Regions from separate parts of the Mus musculus genome. Here all the other regions are linked to region 4. A link is a contact called in public Hi-C, HiChIP or PLAC-seq and promoter capture Hi-C data. All regions are on one chromosome and are shown on one strand. The core of a region is the stretch at or near the end of the contact, and the rest is flanking DNA. Distances in the headings are between cores, read along the strand shown. Region 1 holds the start of Tial1 (Tia1 cytotoxic granule-associated RNA binding protein-like 1). Region 2 holds the start of 9130023H24Rik (RIKEN cDNA 9130023H24 gene). Region 3 holds the start of Oat (ornithine aminotransferase). Region 4 holds the start of Ate1 (arginyltransferase 1).

Region 1 (2,796 bases), core at 31-2,530, 2.1 Mb after region 4:
GTGCGCCACCACGCCCAGTTGCTCTTTCCTTTTTCACTTTGGGATATAATCCGTTTCTCGTTCAGACTTACTCTCTCCTTCCTAGGCTCATGGAGAAGCAGCCTCCAATCTCCCACTGTACCTGTAAATTCAGGTAGGGTTTCAGTATGCAGCTAAGCAGATCTATAAGCTACCCCAAAGCTCTCTGTTGGCCACCAGACCTTTTCTCTCCTTCAATGAGACAGTGTGCAGCTGGGGGCACGGGAGAGCTGGTTAAGAGCACACTTACAGTGGCTTCCAGTTTGGTTCTCAGCACTCATATGCAGCTCACAACCACTGTTAACTCCAGTCTCAGGCAGGGAATGCCATCCCTTCGTCTGACCCCTAGGGGCCTCAGCCACAAATGTGGTGTACATCCAGTAGATTGTCATGATTCTATCTCCTCTCTTGCTTTAGCATCTCAATACTAGCAGCCCGTGTCCTCCAATACCGAACTCCAGACTGTTTTGGCATGAGACCTGGTCGTTGAGCCTCTTTGCTGTTTTCACTGATTATTAGTTTTTGATAAGGTCTTGGTATCTATTTCTAGGCTGGCCTTAAATCCATTATCCTCCTGTTCAGTAGCACTGTGCGCCACCACGCGAATATTTAAGTTTTAAGTAGGGATTTGAAAGAGCGGTACAAGCCATTTGAATGAGGGGCTGCTCTTTTGCAGCCTTACCCACTAATCCGATGAGATAATGGGTAGCGATCCTTGTGGAACTTGTAAAGCAAGTTACAAGCGGTATAGTCTAGAAAGGCCTATCTGGTTAGAACACGTGCTCAAAGACAAGGCTGGATCTGGTGTTGCCCGATGTCCGCTACATCTCTCCGGGTTCAGAGTTGCCACTCTTTTGCCCGTCGCGTGAGGCGTCGGTTGTTGAACACGGACCAGCAGTTCTGAGAGTAGAGGCGGGCAAGGCCGGCTGACGGGAGAACCACGCGGAGCCAGCACACCGCCTGATCTGCAGTTGAAGAAACCGCTCTGGGGCTGGACGGAGGCGGAGCAGAAGCTCACACTGGACCAACAGAAGAGCCTTAAGATGCTAAGAGCGATCCTGGGGCGGGCCCCGGCGCGAGGCACTCTGGGATTTGTAGTTTACTTCCCGGACAGCTCCTCTCTATTTCGGCCGCCCGCCTTTTATTCCTCGCTCTATCCCGGCACGCCGACTACTTAGTCGCGGCACGTCCTCACGTACGACTACACTACCCAGAAATCTCTCCTTCGCGCTCCGGCAGGCGCAGGGTCTGCCTTGAACTACAGTTCCCAGAAGGCCACTGGAGAAGGGCTTCCCCCACTTTCCCGGGACCGCAATTCCCGGAGACTTGGTTTCGCGGCTTTTCTCTCTGTGTTGGGTCTCTCTTGGACCCGGATAGGTCTTGACTGGCCAGCAGGCCCACAGCGACAACGTGCTCCGTCGTGTCCAGTCGCAGGGTGTACTCTTTGGCCGGGCTTTCTGTCTCTTTAGCTACTTTTGCCGGACAGGCCGTCGCAGCTGGCCTGAGCAGTGACCTGGCGGGCCGCGCCTGCGCCCTGCCGCGTTTCCTGCCTGGCTGGTGGTGGCGGCCATTTTGTTCATCCTCCTCCTCCTCCTGCTCCTCCTGGTTGGAGCGCAGTGTCCGGAGCGGGCTGGGGGGAGCGGACCCGAGAGCGGGGTTCAGTACCTTTTCCTCTGTCCCCAGCCGGCGCCCGGAGCCCCCCTCCCCTTCCTTCCCGCCCCCTCCCCTCCCCAGCCCTGCCCTCCCCCTTGTCCCGGGATCACTCCGTCGCACCCACCATGATGGAAGACGACGGACAGCCCCGGACTCTGTGAGTACCCGAGACCCGGGGTGCCAGGCACCGAGTGGCCCGGGCACTGCGGGAAGCGGAGGGAGGAAGGGAGAGCAGGAGCCCGGGACTAGAAGCGGAGAGCCGGGCGTCGCGGTGGCGCGGCTGTGAAGTGCATTCCTCATCTGTCCCCCTTCCCAGAGAAGGAAGCCCTCCCTTCCCCCCCAAACACAGTCACTTCCTAGGGTCTAGGGCTTGTCTCGACTTTTTCCTCCCGACCCCTTCTTTTGCACACTCTTGCTTGGCTGGGCTTGTGCACGGCTGAGGCTGTCAGGCGCGGGAGAGCTACTGTTCCCCCTGTGCTTTGGGGGCTCCGGGCTGAGCCAGGAGCTGTGGGTCCCTACGGGGGCAGGGCTTGGCGGGGGTGGGACCACTACTGCATCCTTTGGCTTGAACGTTTAGCCTCAGTCCACGTCCTCAGCAGTCCACGTCCTCAGCCTCAGTCGCTCCGAGTCCTTCTCCCCAGTCTACCACTCTTTAACCAGAGGAGCCCCTTGTCTCTTTCTGCCCCACGTGCCCCACGCTGTCAGAAACACCCGCCTAGCGCCTGCTGCTTTTGAAGTGCCAAAGTGATTGCTTTTCGCCACCGTGCACCACCTCTGTCCCTTGGATAACGAAGTTTACTTTGAGCGCTTACTGCGCCAACCTGACAACCAGTTAAACTCCTTTCGCTCAGTTAGTGATGCCGCTTCCTAATCCGTTTGTGCGTCCGGACCATCGGAGTTGGATAAAAGGATGACTGCTCCCGCTATTTGTTACCTGTCTTTTGAGTGCTATTTTTCGCGGTATAGCTGTCGGGTTTCACCTGAAGCCCAATCTAATGAATGAATCGCATCTTCCAACCGCTTAATTGGCGTTTCCTACCCCCCTCCGCCGGCCCCCCCTCCCATGCAGAGTGATGACTCAGCGTCTGTATTCCTTTCCAAATAGTGTGGCACTCTTTTTTTTTT
Region 2 (2,940 bases), core at 226-2,725, 2.3 Mb after region 4:
TGTGAAGGCCACAGAAGCCACCAAAGGGCTTTAAGGGGAATGACAAGATACACTCCGGCAACTGCGGTGGGAGGGTATTACCAGAGAAAGGAATATGTCAGGAAGAGCGGCTGAAGTGGTCATGTAGTCCAGGTAACTTGGCTTGAACCAAGTTAACTTTTATCCCTGCCAATCAAAAGGCAATACGGCCCAGCACAGCAGGCAAGGTTAGAGAGAACTTGGCATTCCATCAAGCCTACTGTCAAACACATTACTTGCAATCTATGCAAGTTTAAATATAAAAATGCTTCACTTTAAAAATTAAGATTTTTGTCAAAATTGAGATACAGGACAGGCAATGATGCAACTTTGTTCCCATCATCACCATAAGGAGGCGCCAAATCACCCGGTACACAGAAAGGCTGATCCTCTGCTGGAATTTGTTTCCTGTGTTTAAGTACCCACTTATGCTTGGAGTCTGGGCACTGTACATTTGAATTTCATTTTCTACTCAACTTCAATCCTGTCGGGTAGCTATTGTTATTACACAAAGAATTCTTGCTTTGGAGGGGTTGGGTGATTTGCTTGGTATGTCTGACTTTTAAACTCACTTTCTAACTTTTAAAACTACACTTTCTGGCCTCCTGCTCTTCCATGTGAAGCCTTGCACAGGGACGGGTACTGTCCCCGAGAAGCACCAAAAACAAAGTATAAGCCACTTGCTCAAAAGTGAGGCAGGAGTCAGTATCTACTTCTGGTCTGGGCAGGTCCAGGTCTAATTTATGGAGAGAGCAGTGACGTCACATAGCATCACACCTGAGGAGATGAGTGGCGCTGCACCATCACAAAGCATGTACTCAGAGGCCTGGCATAATGGAAGGGCAGCGCAGATACTGTGGGTTGGAACCTTTCTAAGAAATGGGGGCGGAGCACTTACCCAAAGGGAGAATGCCTCCAAGTCTCCGCACTTCGGCCCGGCACGCCCCTTCTGTACAGCAGTTGGCTAGAATGCTGAGCGCCAAATCCAGCGTCTTGCGCAGGCGCATTGGCAACGAAGGCGTCAAGAGCGACTCGGCAGCGGGGGCGTGGCCAGGGGTAGAACCAGCTGACGCAACCGACGAAGGGGCGGAGCCAGAGGCTGCTTGGGACGGGGCGGGGCCCGCAGCAGCCGTTCGGCGGAGCAGGGCGAGAAGGGGGCGGAGCCCGCCGCGTGCCCGGAAGCGCTCAATCCCCTCTGCCGCCTTGATGTGGCGCGTGCGAAGAGCTAAGAGCGCGCGGCCCAGGGGTGTCTCGTTGGTAGCTGGGTCCTTTCCCCCACCTGGCCCCTCCCCGGCCGCCGCCGTGAGCTGCGCGAGGCAAAACGAGAGCGAGTCCGTAAGGGCCGGTCTCGCAGCCGCCATCTTGGCCCGGGCCTCAGGCTCCGCCCCGCGTCTCGCCGGTACTCTGAGAGAGCGGAACTGGAAGAGGGGGGCGTGGCCAGGCTGCTCCTCGGAATAGCGCCGCCGCAGTTATCTTGCGAGTCGGAAGTTCAAGTTCTAGATTCTGGAACTCCGGTACTTGCACAGTCGCAGAAGACATGGCGAGAATGGTATTTATCTGTGGGAAAGTAAGAGGCGCGTGCGGTGCATGCTGGGATATGTAGTCGGCGCCAAGCTTAGTGCAGTTTAAGTGGGTGAGAAACTCCTCCCGGGGCCGAAGAGTGAACTGTTGCTCCTAGGATCAGACGCCCCGCGGTGGAGTCTTAGTGCTGTCCTGTGCTCCCCAACGTGACTTAGCCACTTCGCTCCCGGTACGTCCTTGTCGGCGACGTTCAGACTTGATTGGCAACCCTCAAAGCGCGGTGATCAATGGCTCCGAAAGCCGGACTGACAGACTCGCAGAACCCCAAGCCGTTTCAAAAGTGCTAAGTTCCCGACAGAAAGGTCTCGCCAAGCGAATGAAAGAGTTAAACCTACCGGGAAAGTTCGCTGCCACTTCCTAGAGTCTCTCGGGCTTGGGGACCTTTCCGTTTCCGGTACCGGCCTCCAAGCCTCCAGTGCCCCGTTCTCCAACTGTGCTGATGAGTTAAACGGGTGGCATTTAGGAAACCGAGCGCTTTTCGGCCGCAATGGAACTTGCGGCTCCAGAAGTGACCAGGGAGAATCTAGATGGGGCTAAGCTGCTGGAGAACCGGACGTCAAAATTCCCGGGAGCCCCCAGGTCGCCCCTGGATCGCGAGACCGCGCTACATGAGCGCCCCCTCCTGGCGCGGCCGGAACAACCAGCCCCCGTGGAAAAAATGCTGGACCAGCAGTACTTATGTAGGTCAGGCTCTGGCCCCAAGGAAGAAACCTTTGTCAAGACCAGTGATCCTGCAGTCCCCAAAGCTTTCAAGTGTAGGGATTGTGGGTTGGCTGTACCCAGTCTCTCTGATCTCATTCACCATCAAAGCAGCCATGGGTGTGACCGCCCTTACAGCTGTCCAGAGTGTGACAAAAGCTTCCGGCGTGGCTCAGATCTGGTTAAGCATTACCGAGTTCACAGTGGTGAAAAACCATACCCCTGCCCAGAATGTGGCCGTTGCTTCAGCCTCAGCTCTAATCTCACTAAACACCGTCGTTCTCACTCAGGTCTCCGGCCGCACAAGTGCATGGAGTGCGGAGAGGCCTTTGGTCGCAGTGCAGACCTAGCAAAACACCAGCGGGTGCACACTGGGGAAAAGCCCTATGCGTGTGCTGAGTGTGGAAAGACTTTCAGGGTTAGCTCCAACCTGATCCAGCACCAGCGAACTCACACTGGTGAGAAACCCTACCGCTGTGGCCTCTGTGGCAAGAGTTTCAGCCTGAGCTCTAACCTTTTACAGCACCAGCGCTGTCACACAGGCGAGAAACCCTACTTCTGTGCCTGGTGCGGAGACAGCTTTGGGCGAAGTTCCTATCTGCTAGAACACCAGCGTTCACACACGGGTGAGAAGCCCTACAA
Region 3 (2,985 bases), core at 186-2,685, 2.1 Mb before region 4:
GTCTCTCTACCTGGGTCTTCTTTTGTTTGTCTTTACATGTGTCTGGTGTGTTTGTGTACCAGTGTTTGCATGAGTGTGGGTACACAAGGTCTGGTGTCTTCCATGATTGATTCCTACGTATTTAAATATATTTAATTGAGCCTGGGTTTCTCACTTGAACCCAGAGCTCTAGGAATTGTCCTGTCTCTACCTCCCTGAACGCTGGGATTTCAGATGGGTCTCGATGCCCACTCAGCGTTTATGTAGGCTCTGGGGACCTGAACTCTGGTCTCTTTATGCTTGCCCAACAATCACTTTACCTACTGAACCATTTCCTCTGCTCTTTCCCATCCCACTTTCTTTTCCTCCTCTTTCTGATCTTGCTCTGTGTCTAGGGAGGCTAGTTTGTGGGGATTGTCTTTTCTCTTGTTTTCTCAAGTCAGGGTTTCTCTCTGTACCTCTGGCTGCCCTGGAACTCTCTCTGTAGACCAGGCTGGCCTAGAACTCATAGAGATCCACCTGCCTCTGCCTCCTGAGTCCTGGGATTAAAGGTGTGCACCACCACCACTACTACCACCAGTCTTAACAGACTCCTTAGGCTCCTGGCTCCCTCCAAGTAGTCTTTCCTCAAACTCCTCTCTCTTTGGGGTTCTAGAAACCCCACATCTAGCCCTGGATACGTGGACTGACAGTGGCTCTCCCTGGTGTGCCAGTCCCTCCATCCTTGTGCTTTCTTATTCACACACATTCTTTCCAAACTGGAGTGTGAAATCTTTCTGCCTGACCCTGAAGTGTAAGGTAGTGAATCACTGGCCCTCTGTGGTCTACAGCTTTTGGTACAGGATTGGATAACTCTTCTATTCTCTTCATATTTTCTGATTTATAACGAGCGTTATAGACAAAAATGATACCTAAGCACCTTCTGATTGTGTTTATCCTGCAATATCCTTTTCCGGTTTGAGTTTTAACCATGGTAGTGGAGGGAGTGCAGGCAAGTCTATACTGCGTAGCTGTCATTTCCAACCACTTATAACAACAGTTAATAACATCCGGGCGGCGTTTTACAGCTGCAGAGATGATACTAGAAGCATCAGTAATCTGTTTTGTCATTTTGGTACGTGAGGGTTCAAGGTCATGTGGTTTCAGCATTTAAGATATGATGTTGCTCCCAACAGGCTCTTTCAGGAAAGGTTTTGGAAGGTCCCTGGGCTAGAGAAACGCAGTGAGAGGCCACCATTCCTTCGGGCCTCCGTTCCCCTTCGGGTAAAAGAAAGCGAACTGCTCCAAGTTCAGTGCAGAGCTCAAGCGCCACAGGCACAAAAGCAGACTGCGCACTTGGGGAAGGCAGCAGAACTTGGCGCCCGGAGGCTCAAGGCCGGGTGGGTGGGGCGAGAGTGAGCCTCTTGTGATTGGTGTGCGGCCCTCCGCCTTAACCAATGAACTGAGAGAACGGGCGGGGGCGGGACAGACACGTCGTCTTAAACGACCTGACGCGCCGGGCAGCCACATCGCGCTTCGTGGCTGAAGTACAGTCAGTGTCGCTTAGCGGACGCTGTCAGGTACGACGTACGCGCCGGGGCTGGGCCAGAGCGACTAGGGCCCACTCGGTGTTCTGGAGTCTCCGCCGGGGCAACACTGGAATCTCCGGGTCTAGGGCGCCACGCAGGCCCGGGGTGGGGCGGGCTCGGCGTGAGGACGGGCGGGGCACGGCTTGGGCTCACTGTCCCCGGGGGACTCGGCTAAGGGGACTGGGGCCTTGGAGGTCTCGACTTTGAAAAGGCGGCGTTGAGGGCGCGGGGCACCACGAGCAGCTTGGCGGGGGGTGGGTGGGGGGTGGGGGTGGGAAGAGGAGGGAAGGACCCGATCCCTGGGGACAGAACTGCGAACTTGTGGTCGCGTCACCGGGAGGGGGCGCTGATGCGGACCAAGTCCGAGCTCCTTGGGCAGCTTTTACGTCTCGTGGCAGATCATACCCATCCCTCCCCAATCCCCACTTCTCTTCAGTCCTAAACCAAATAAGAGGATTGAGGAAGTGACGTGCACTCTGTGATGAGATGGTGGCTAAGGATTGGCCCACAGGGCTCTCTGCACGAAGAGCCCCCTCCTTAGGCCTTTGACAAGCTATGTTGAACCTCAGTAAATTCCAGTCTAATTGTGGGGAGCTCTTGCTGCCAGCAAATCTTGCCTCAGGCCTACAGCAATGCCCGGGAGTACATTTACCTTGTAGATGTGTCAAGATATATTAAGGGAGGAGTGGTTTTGGAATGAAGTGGCTTTGCTACTTGAATAACCTCTGATTTCTCCACCCTAAATTTTCTTGATCAAACTTGTTAGTGTCTGTAGGTAAATTAATTTTATGTAACTTGTAACTGTACTTTAAATTGTATGTGTGTGATCAGGAATGAATGCGCCATCCGAGGCCAGAGGGATTCGATACCCCTGGAGCAGTTCTTGATAGTTGTGCCATGTAATGTGGGTGTTAGGAACCAAACTCTGGTCTTCTGCAAGCATAGTAGGTGATCTTAACTGCTGAGCCATCTTTCCAGCCCCTAAAACTTTAATTAGTACATATTTTAAAAGGTATTTTTTCCTGTCTCATCTATTTACCTTCCGGTCTACTTTTACTATGGTTATATGGATATGTATTTTATGCTCTTTGCAGAGTTCTTGAGGATGAGCCAAACTGTATACCTGTATACTTTTTTTTTTTTTTAGATTTATTTATTTATTATACGTAAGTACACTGTAGCTGTCTTCAGACACTCCAGAAGAGGGCATCAGATTTCATTATGGATGGTTGTGAGCCCCCATGTGGTTGCTGGGATTTGAACTCAGGACCTTCAGAAGAGCAGTCGGTGCTCTTAACCACCGAGCCTTCTCCCCAGCCCCCAAACTGTATACTTTTAAAAATAGTAATGAATGGGTAGTGATGTGGAGGTGTGTGGAGGGTGCGGTGTAGTTGGTTCAATCCTTTCCCAGTAGTGTTACTTTAGTTGTTTGCCAGTG
Region 4 (2,717 bases), core at 99-2,598:
GGAAGTGTGACCTTTTACCTGTATACTGGCAGGGAGCAGGGTCTGGAATTTGTGGTATTTAGGGCTTCTTAGGAGGCTGGAGTTGAGGCTGTATTTTTCCATCCTTTCAATCTTACATGAGTGGCTCAGAATTGTCTGCCCGTCAAGGTTTCAGGGTCTACAATGCCTTCTGGATGCCTCCAGCATTGGATGAAGGTTGTACACATATCTACTTGCAGGCTAAACACCCACAAACATAATTAAAAAAAAAAGTTTCCTGATTGCACTTTCTAGACACTGCAAAAAGGAATTCACCATATTGTCGACTATGGAAATTATGCCAGACAGACTTAAACATCTGTGTACGCAGAGGAGAAAGCTAAGGAATATTATCTTGGTAGGAGCATGCCTTTATTTTTACACTTTGCCTCACAACCTCATTCCCTAAAACACGTTCTTTGCAAATTGGAGACCCATGGAGTGAATTCAGATTATGTAAATGTTCAGCCTGAAGAGTTAAAAATTCTTTTTGAGTGATATTTAAAACTCCCTTTAAAAGAGGAAAGTGTCGCTTCGTCATTGGACATTCCGCTCTAGCAGAGTTGTTTGGATTCTAGATCCCTCTCTATCAAGCCAGCTCCGGCTCCTCGTTCCTCACAGGTGGTCAGGCGCAGAACTCGAGGTTAACCTTCAACTACAGAGCGCAAATGACCGGGTGAATCCCAACCTGGAGCCTCAGTTTCCCTATCTGTAAAGCGGGCTGAGAGATCGCGTCAGTGACAAGGACTGCTGTTGACTGGACAAGTAACCTGCTGGCCACTAAACACTGGGTTCCGAGACGCACCCCTGCAACCCAGGCTGGCGGCCAGTGGCCTGACCGGGGATCGGCGGAGAGCCGCGAACCCGGCAACCCCCGCGCTCTCGGCCCTTCCCCGAGGTTCCCCGCGCTGAGAGGCGTGGCCGCTCCTCAAGCCCACAGCGGCGGCCATGGCCTCGGTGGTGGAATACAAGGGCCTGAAGGCCGGCTACTACTGCGGCTACTGCGAGTCCAGGGAGGGCAAGACGTCGTGTGGTGAGTGTCCCGCCGTCCAGGTCGCCTTTACCGGCTTCAGCCAGGCTCTCGCTACGTCCTGGCAGGCCTGCCGCGCGGGTTGAGGCCGTTGGTCACCCGACTCCAGCTTCCCGGTCCCATTGGTCTCTCCTCAGCCGGCTTCCTTTCCATCCCGGTCTTCCCGCCCTCGCCCTCCCTAGGGGGTAGCCGCCCCTCACAGAGGAGGAACGGAACTAGCGGACGGCTGCCCGCAGTCAACATGGCGCGGGCGGCGTCAGTGACGTAGGGCGTCCGGTCCTTCCAGCCCGGGAGCACTCGAGTGGCTTCGCGCGATCTTCGGAGGCGCGCGCGTTGCATTGTGGGGTGGTGGAGGCGAAGGCGGCGGTAGCGGCGGCTGCGTAGGACTGGGTGGCGCAGCGGCGGCGGGGTCGCGGACATGGCTTCTTGGAGCGCGCCTTCACCTAGCCTTGTAGAGTATTTTGAGGGCCAGACCTCCTTCCAGTGTGGCTACTGCAAGAACAAGTTGGGCAGTCGCTCCTATGGTGAGCGAGCTCGGCCGGCGGGCGTGTGCTTCGGGCTCTGTGAGGGTCTTGGGTGGCCGCAGCCTGGGGGAGCGTCGTGAAGAGCCGGGTGTCCTCCACCCTTGCTCCCTCAGCGGCTGCTCTGGGAGACGGGAAGGGAGATGGGGAGGCTCCTGGGAGCTGACGGCCGCCCTGCATCCATCCCCGCGGCAGCCGAGGCCCCCTGCTGCATGTGTAGAGGGGCGTGTGCGTGCACACCTGTTCGCTGTCATTTTGGAGAAAGTGTCTGGGAGAACGTACTGGAAACCGAGATCGGCTTGATATTTTGATAAAATACCTGCTCGACTTTTTTTTTAAATCAGGGATTTATACCATGTCATTGTGCCAATCCATCTTGAAGACCGTAATAACGGTGTTCCTTCAGGCTTTAGGTTTCTTTTCTTTTTATTTTATTTTATTTTTCTGGCTTTTCGAGACAAACGTTTTCTGTGTAGCTCTGGCTGTCCTGGAATCCACTCTGTAGACCAGGCTGGCCTGGAATTCAGAGATCCGCCTGCCCCTGCCTCCCGAGGGTCTGGGATCAAAGGTGTGCATCACCACCGGGCTAGGATTCAGGTTTCTTACGGAAGATTTGTTTGTAAGCCGAATATGTACTTATTGTCTGCCGTGTCATGATCGGCAAATACAGAATCTAGGATGGATGGTTTAGAATAATCCTGCAGGTGGAAGCAAGGTAACTTGACTATAAATTTAGGTTAGAGATTTACCCGTTTTGAAAGACAGTTTAGTGGTTTGGCTGTGCACGGGATTTTGGTTTATGGATGCATTAAAAGTGTTTATTAGGAGAAAGTGTATTATTAGGTGAACCGCGGCCTTGGGTAGACAGTTATACAATCGTTAGATGCACGGATTACGAAGACCAGTTAAGTGAAAAAAACGCTTGGAGCATAGGGTTAAATAAACAGGATGCAGATGACAGCCGAGTACACGTGACAGCTGAGAGGAATACGGTCCAATAAAGCCCAAATAAGGCCAAGAAAGCACATCAAATGACAGTGGCTCACTTTGAGTGATAGAGATACTATTCTTTTTCAGAATTTTTATATTCTGACTATAATATTTGCCAGTATTATGTGACTGAAACATATTTTAATAGGGAGGACCTT

The links. Hi-C and Micro-C count contacts between places; a contact is called where the count stands out from the background. HiChIP or PLAC-seq counts read pairs in DNA pulled down with a chosen protein or histone mark. Capture Hi-C pulls out chosen DNA fragments and counts their contacts.
Region 1: a contact with region 4 is called in an H3K27ac HiChIP or PLAC-seq map of embryonic stem cells, with 4 times the contacts expected there. The contact joins the promoter of Tial1 here to the promoter of Ate1 in region 4. A contact is called at or near these places in 1 of 39 promoter capture datasets (hippocampal neurons) and 2 of 115 datasets of contacts at active chromatin or transcription factors (both in embryonic stem cells).
Region 2: a Hi-C map of B cells shows a contact between it and region 4, with 6 read pairs. The contact joins the promoter of 9130023H24Rik here to the promoter of Ate1 in region 4. A contact is called at or near these places in 1 of 484 Hi-C or Micro-C datasets (B cells) and 1 of 115 datasets of contacts at active chromatin or transcription factors (astrocytes).
Region 3: a contact with region 4 is called in a promoter capture Hi-C map of adipose tissue, with 2.4 times the contacts expected there. The contact joins the promoter of Oat here to the promoter of Ate1 in region 4. A contact is called at or near these places in 2 of 39 promoter capture datasets (liver and pre-B cells) and 1 of 9 other capture datasets (adipose tissue).

The regions. Positions count from the first base shown.
Region 1 is chr7:128,460,157-128,462,952 of GRCm38.p6, reverse strand. It overlaps Tial1 (Tia1 cytotoxic granule-associated RNA binding protein-like 1), which reads left to right and starts at 1,280. Exons shown (of 12, transcript NM_001347640.1): 1 at 1,280-1,828. The coding sequence starts at 1,797. It overlaps Gm32816 (a long non-coding RNA gene), which reads right to left and starts at 1,233. Exons shown (of 4, transcript XR_378509.4): 1 at 701-1,233.
Region 2 is chr7:128,236,566-128,239,505 of GRCm38.p6, reverse strand. It overlaps 9130023H24Rik (RIKEN cDNA 9130023H24 gene), which reads left to right and starts at 1,475. Exons shown (of 1, transcript NM_177001.3): 1 at 1,475-2,940. The coding sequence starts at 2,087. Armc5 (armadillo repeat containing 5) reads right to left here and starts at 2,149. Exons shown (of 6, transcript NM_146205.2): 1 at 917-2,149. The coding sequence starts at 1,379.
Region 3 is chr7:132,574,848-132,577,832 of GRCm38.p6, reverse strand. Oat (ornithine aminotransferase) reads left to right here and starts at 1,435. Exons shown (of 10, transcript NM_016978.2): 1 at 1,435-1,538.
Region 4 is chr7:130,518,211-130,520,927 of GRCm38.p6, reverse strand. It overlaps Ate1 (arginyltransferase 1), which reads left to right and starts at 1,348. Exons shown (of 12, transcript NM_013799.3): 1 at 1,348-1,572. The coding sequence starts at 1,467. It overlaps Gm4275 (putative uncharacterized protein ZNRD1-AS1), which reads right to left and starts at 1,337. Exons shown (of 4, transcript XR_869987.2): 1 at 1,083-1,337.